Linked DNA regions of Mus musculus: region 2 is linked to region 1. Evidence: chromatin contacts called from public promoter capture Hi-C data. All regions are on one chromosome and are shown on one strand. The core of a region is the stretch at or near the end of the contact, and the rest is flanking DNA. Distances in the headings are between cores, read along the strand shown.

Region 1 (3,634 bases), core at 184-2,683:
TGAATTGACTTGGACAACTGACCACAGTATAACCATCTTAGTGTTTATCCTGATGTGTTATCTAGCTTGGAAAGGAAACACTGGAGACACGCAACAAAGAGAGGCAAGATATATTTGGTTTCATGGGCTGAGAGGTTTCGTGGCTCCATCACTTTCATGTCTCATGGCAACACAGAGGCACGTTGATGTAAAGGTAGAGAAAAGCTGCTCACCTTGGCATCCAGGAATCAGAGAAAGATGAAGAGGGACCTTAATGTCCTTTAAGAGAATGCTCATTTAATGACTTACGTTGTCCTATCAGGCTCTATCTTTTAAGTTCTACCAGCTTCCAATAGTAGCACTGGATAATGAATATGTCTATGGATGAATCCATTGACTAGGCTAGAACATTCCTTATACAATCACTTCCCAAAAGTATTCAACACATGAGTTTTGGCGAGACATTACCAAGGACTACATTACAGTCCTTTTAACAGCTACTCTGCTTTCTACTCTGATTTCTATTTTCTGTGATAAAACATTCTGGCCAAAAGGAACTTGGGGAGGAAAGGACTTTTTGGGGGAGAGGACAGGGCAAGAGGCGTATGTTTCCCATCTTGGTCCATCATTGAAAAATGTCAGGGCCAAGAGCTCAAGGCAGGAACTTGGAAGCAGGAGCCAGAACAAAACACTGCTTGCTCCCTATGGCTTGCTCAGCTTGCCTTTTTAAAAGACAACCTAGGACCATGTGACCCAGGGATGTCACCATCTACAATGTGCTAGACCCTCCCATTCCAATCTTTAATCCAGAAAAATGATCCACAGACTTCCTACAGAGCAATCTGATGGGGACATTTTCTCAATTTAAATTCCAGCTTCCCAGAGGGCTCAAGCTTGTGTCAAGTTAACAAAAAAAACCTAACCAGGATAACTGGTCTATTAAGGACTGGTAACCCAGTCTTGTTGAATGGAATGCAAGGCCCGGGGTCTGACTTGAACAAATCTGGTAAGAGGACTTGGTAGTCACAAGCCTTGGAAAGTAATAATCACTTTCCAGAAGGCTCCTCACCATATTACTTAAATACTTATATCCAATTCTCATCTTGAAATAGAGCAGACTCCTTGGCCTCTCCTTAGTTCAACCCTGGAACACTCATCCAGTAAGACTCAAAGGTTTCCCAGACTTTCTGGGTTGGTCTCGGCTGTGGTTAGCAAAAGGCTGTTTTGGAAATGCCAAGGCCTATTTCATTCTGCATCTGAGGAGATGCGGGAACCTCTGCCGAACGCAGAGATGGTGAGGAGGGTCGATGTGGCTACAGGCTCATCCTCATCTCGGAGCTGGAAGCTCCATGGCCTGGGGTTTGAGGCTTCCAGCCGGCGCCACAAACTTTGGGCCAATCAGCGCGGCCCGGTGGCCTGGGCTCCCCACCGCTCCGGCCGCGCCTGCCCCGGCCGAGGAGGGGCCTGGCCGCGGGGAGCCGAGGAGGGAGGTGGGGATTCTGGGAGCCGAGCTCATTTCCTCCTCCCGGCCGCCCCAGGCCCGCACCCCATCTCCACGTGCGGCGCCTCCGGAGCGCGGCCGAGCCACGGAGGATGCTGGGCATGTACGTACCAGACAGGTTCGCCCTGAAGTCGTCCCGGGTCCAGGACGGGATGGGGCTCTACACGGCCCGCCGCGTGCGCAAGGTGGGTGAGCGGCCCGCTCAGGCCGCGCCACGTCCCAGGGCCTGCGGGGAGAACGGGCCTGTAGGGAGCGGGTGTCTGGTTGTCTTTCGCGGCTGTGGCGAGAGGCTCCCATGGGCTGCAGTCTCCCCCAGCCCAGCGCCGGACGGCTCCTGAATTCTGAACAGTTGGCAGCCTGGTCATACCCCTCACTGCTTGTGCAGATGGGCCCTGGCAGCTTGCAGCCCAGTGCAGGCCCGGGAGCCACAGAAGCAGGCCTTCCCGACATTGCCATCCTGGGGGTGGTATCTGGATCTTCGGCCTATTTTCTTTGAGTTTTTGAATTTTATCCTGGCATTGGATCACCTTCCAGAACGGCACAGGCATGGGATCAAGTTAAGCGCAGGTTTCCCTGTCTGTGAGATGACCCACTATAGATGTTGGTTGTTCATTGGAGAGATGTAGAAGACAGGAAACCAGAGCGCTCCAAATCTTAAGTTATAACTTTAGAACATGGTGGCTTGAGCTATTGTGGGTTAGCAGACTTGAAATAGAGGAGTCAGGGCAGAGACATCTAGAGTAAGCAGATCCAAGGTTCACAGAGCAGGGCCAATGCTTGGTACTTTGTCCATATATATCATTTGACTTTACCCCTCAGTACTCTGGGGAACTGTCTTTTAGTTATCATTTAAGAGGTGAGCATAGGAATGCTGCAGTTAACCTGCCAAGTTAACGAATTAAGCTTCAAACCCATGGTTTCTGAAAGGAAAACATATGCTCTTTCTAGAACATTCTGTTATGGAACAACATGTTTATAAACCTTGCCCCTGACACGTTCCCGGCCTCTCCTCGCTGTTTTGATTTTGCCCTGTTAGCAGATACTTAGAAAAGCAGAGGTTCAGAGGGTAGTGTGTGAATGTAGCTCTGGGCTCACAACATGACCTACAAGAAGTTACCATAGGTCAAGTGGTCAAAACAAAACAAAACAACAACAAAAAACAACTCACATATTAAATGTAGACAAACAAAACACAGGAGTTAATACTTCATTCCATTTAGTGATGAGTTGGATAGATATTGCCACATGACGAAATGTCAAAATCAGCAGTCTTGCAAAGCCAAGTATCACCATCATCAAATGACTCCCATGTCCCATTGACATATGCTTCTGTTTAGGTCTTACAGCATGAAAAACCCCTAAATGGACTTTTCCTGAAGGTTTCTGGTGTAACTATAATTAAGAATAATTTTGTGCTCACGAATAGTAGGACACCAGACAGCTGTCCAAAAGTAAGAATTACTGCACAATCCTCCTTCTGCTTTACTCAGACCATTTTTTGGTAGTTGAGCAGGGCATTCTCTTTGACATTTTCATGTCCTTGTGTTGGGAGTACTCGTTGGTGTGGGCTGAAGCATCTTGAGCCATCCTACTGCAGCATTGGTAGGCATTCATCTTCTGCTGCTGATATCACTTAAACAAACCAACAGATTTTCATCCAGATAACATCTAGCATGATGACCACACACAATGTGGCTTACAGAAACCCAGCCTGTTTTTGACAGAGTTGTTATTCTAAGATATGCAATCACAAGCTCACGGAGAGCTTCCCTGATGCCTGTACGGCAGCTGTTTCCTCCCCTGTACTCCAAGGACAAAGCTGAAGCCTCCCAGGCTTGTGAGAAGAAGCTGAGTGTTCTTACACGCCTTACCTATGTCACCACATCTCATCTCTTAATTATTTCCCAAGTCACCCATGTACATATCTCCTGACTATATTTCAAGAGGTCTGAGATGACAACAGCTGTGATTGGAGCTATGTTAAGGACCTCAATTAAAAACTCCTCATGCTCTTCTAAGCAGATTGTGAGGTTTACCACTTTAGACCATGTGTTGCCAACAACAGATGTCATAGCATACTTTTATAGCAGGTGTGCTTATATAATTCATCTGTTTTACAAAGTGATTGAGATTCAAGTTCTTTGTTGATTTGAA
Region 2 (3,462 bases), core at 759-3,258, 39 kb after region 1:
CCAAACACTCACAGAAGAAACAGGATGAGTAAATCTGATTAAAGAGTTAAAAGCTAAGGTCTGTTTTGCTCCTGCCTGTTCAACATTTCTGACAAGGAGCATCCTTGGCTGCATTATCTCTGACTGAGAATGAGGGTTGGAGATGGAGAGGCTTCCTCCTTCTTTTACGGCTTTAACACTTGTGAATAATCAATGACATTTATTTGTTTGTTTGTTTGTTGTTGAGACGGGGTCTCACTATATAGTTCTGGATCACTTGGAAATCACCATGTAGACCAGACCAATTGTCTTCAAACTCACAGAGATTTGCCTGCCTCTGACAGTTGAGTGCTGGGATTAAAGGCGTACTACACAAAGACTATCCTAAACTTACTATAGTAATTGTACCACTTATCTATCATCTGGCTATCTTCTTTCTTCTTTCTTCTTTCTTCTTCTCCTCCTCCTCCTTCTTTCTTCTTCTTCTTCTTTGTCCTGGGAATCCAACCAAGGGCTCAATTTCTCAGCCCTTTACACTTAACATACAGTTCAATGTAGTGGTAAAGTTATATACATTGCTGTGGAATATATCTCCTTAGCTTTTTATGTTACAAATCTAGCACTATGTACCATTAGTACTTTTCCATTTTCCCCAAACCCAGCCCATGGTTCTACTTTCAATTTCTGTGACTTTGATTGATAACTCAAATAAGTGAACTTGGACAGTATTTCTTCATTGTTGTTGTTCTAATAGTCACCTTATTTCCTTAACCATGGTTTCAAGGTTCAGTGTGTTGCAGCAAGTGGGAGAATTTCTTTCCTAGTGAAGGCTAAGTGAGATGTCATTGTTAGTTTGTATAACATCTTCAGCACCAGTTATCTATTGATAGGTATTGTGACCGCTTCTGCTTCTCAGCTGTTCTGAATGACATAGGAATACGTGTCTGTAGATGACTCTCTGAAGAGTCTGATTCCAAGTCTTAGGTTTATACATAGAAAATAGTACTAGTTTTGATTTCCCAAGGGAGCTCTGCGTTTTTCACCCATCAACATTATTTAGAAGTTCTCCTGTCTCGCCTTTCTCACTGACATTGCTGTTTATTGTTTGTTATTGGTATTAGTTGTAGTCTCTTAATGGGTATGAGAGATGAGTAATATTTGTATATTTTAAATTTTATTACATTTTTAAAAAATTGTGTATGTTTGTATGCATGCCATATTATATGAGTGCAGGTCAGAGGACAACTCGTACGGATATTTTCTTTCCTTCCACCGTGTGAATCCCAGGAGTTGAATTCAAGTCATCAGGCTTGGCAACAGGTGCCTTTTTTTGCTGAGCCATCTCACAGGCCTAATAGATTATAGGATATTTATTTACTTCATGAATTTCTAATAGGCAGCGTAATAGAGCAAATGCAAATGCTGAAATTCAGCTTAGGTAGGTTTTAGTTAGAATGGAGGGTATAGACTTAATACTTATTGTATGCAAATGAGTTCAGTGTAAACTTGACTTATGCGTATAAGTTATGGGTATTATGGGTATTATTTAGCAGACAGAACAAAACCCAGACTGTAACAAAAGAAGAACTTCTGTGAATGGTAGAGAATCAGGCTGTAGCACTGTGTCTCCTGTTGGTAGGAGTGTTATAGACTTAGAAATTGGTAGAGCCGGCATTGCAAGCTCATGAGCTACACAAGGAGAAGATCTGAAGCTTTTGACCTGTCAGTCAGCGAGGAGACTTGAAGAACAGAAAGCAACAATAGTTATAATCATGTGATTCACTGTGATGTCATGTGGGAAATGCTGAAACTTAGCTGTTAGGCAGACCTAAAACAAGACAAAATGCTGTGATTGGAATTGGAGAAGCATGTTTCTGATCAACATCAGGAAAACCTTTTGTCAACGAGAAGCATCCCCCAGAAACCTTCAGCTTCACAGGCTGGGATGCTGACAGGATCCTGCACAGAAAGGATACTCCTCCAACAGGCAGAACCTGGCAAAAGCAAGCCATACACAGACTGTTCCTCCCCACCATCTGTTCATACCAGTTTGAGAAAATAGACAAATGATTTCTATACACAATCACCCTAATGCATTGTAGTAGCTGACTTTGCTTGCAGAGGCACAGCCTACCCAGATGTTAAATGGAATAAATCTCCCCCTTAGGAAGAATCTAGAATCTTTGATTCTCCTGACTAATGAAAAGGTGGGTGGTACTCTTTTTTCATATTGCACAAGAGCCATGTGGAAGCCCCGTCTCTCTGTTCTCTTTGTTCCTCAGCACTTCCTGTCGCTCTGTTCTTCATTCTTGTCCCTCTGTTCTCTATCATGGTTCCTTGGTATTTCCTGCCTCTGTGTTCTTTGTTCCTGTCCCTCAGTACTTCCTACCCACGTGTTGATGCTTCATGTAGTCCATCCCATCTATGTGTTGTTGGTCTTGTCTTTATTTGACCTGTGCTTGCTCATGGCCCACTCTTTCCTCACTGAAGGCCAGTTTTCAGCACCTGTGATGTTTGCCTTTGCCTTTTCTCAAGAGCTCTGAGCTCTTTCATAGCAGTAACTACATATTCTTGATCTTTGATTTCTTTGTGCAAACCTCCAATATTTATTGGATGAAAGGAATTTATTATAAGTCTTGTAGGTGTGAGGTGATTTGGGGCTCATAGCAGAGCCAGCTGTATGTGTTTCTTTCAGTTAGGGCCCTGGGTGTAGTTGGAATGTGCATGGGTAGTAAAATCAGAGGCAAGCTGCCCTGACCCTTCTCTCATTCTCCTGCTTGCACTCTTGCTTCGACTTCCTCTCTCCCAGTTCTTCCCATCACCTATTCTGGAAGCCTGATTTCGCCCACCTTCCTCTGCTCACCCGTTTCTTACATTGTTTGTCTTCCTCCCCTGGTACTTTTAACACTGCACTTCCTTTTTATTGCTTACACTCACAGGTTTGGCAGGCTATTATTAGCATTGATCCCTGTGCTTAGATGAGGTTAGAACATCTCTTACTGGTTTCTGTACATTTTCTTGTCTCAGTACTTCTCTTCCTAGTCTTTCTATACTTGTGTAGTCCCTTGGTGTTGGCATTGTTGGTTGGTTACTATTTGAGCAGCACAGGTGCTGTTTGTGTTCTGGTTACTTTGCATTTTTGTGTCCATCAAGGGCATTTGCCATTATCCTGGGCAATTAAATGAGAATTGTAGCCCACAAGTCTCCTTGAGAACAGTGCTGATTTTCTTTGTATGAGTTGTTGTGAGGTTGCTTACTTTTGGCCTGTGTAGTTTCAAAGTGAAGCTCTGATCTATGTGTTACAATAAAAAATGGGTCTAGGGGCTGGAGAGATGGCGCAGAGTTTACAAGCATTAGCTGCTCTTCCAGAGGACACAGGTTCAATTGCCAGCTTCTGCATTGCAGCTCATAACTGCCTGTAACTCCAGTTCCCGGTTATCTGACACCTCCCACAGAGATATATGTAGGCAAAACACCAGTACA

Evidence for each region. Promoter capture Hi-C pulls out the DNA fragments that hold promoters and counts their contacts.
Region 2: a promoter capture Hi-C map of hippocampal neurons shows a contact between it and region 1, with 2.8 times the contacts expected there. The contact joins the enhancer-like site here to the promoter of Prdm5 in region 1. A contact is called at or near these places in 2 of 39 promoter capture datasets (hippocampal neurons and macrophages) and 4 of 115 datasets of contacts at active chromatin or transcription factors (the SCID.adh cell line, embryonic stem cells and fibro-adipogenic progenitors).

Annotation. Positions count from the first base shown.
Region 1 is chr6:65,777,529-65,781,162 of GRCm38.p6, forward strand. Prdm5 (PR domain containing 5) reads left to right here and starts at 1,434. Exons shown (of 15, transcript NM_027547.2): 1 at 1,434-1,665. The coding sequence starts at 1,573.
Region 2 is chr6:65,816,258-65,819,719 of GRCm38.p6, forward strand. The region is part of intron 2 of Prdm5 (PR domain containing 5); the gene reads left to right. Among named protein-coding and RNA genes, the nearest start is that of Prdm5, 39 kb to the left of the region's middle. Within about 2 kb of position 2,009, at least 21 of the 459 cell types and tissues checked have an H3K27ac peak or open chromatin away from gene starts, as enhancers often do. A contact at or near this core is called in the SCID.adh cell line and hippocampal neurons, where this site is marked.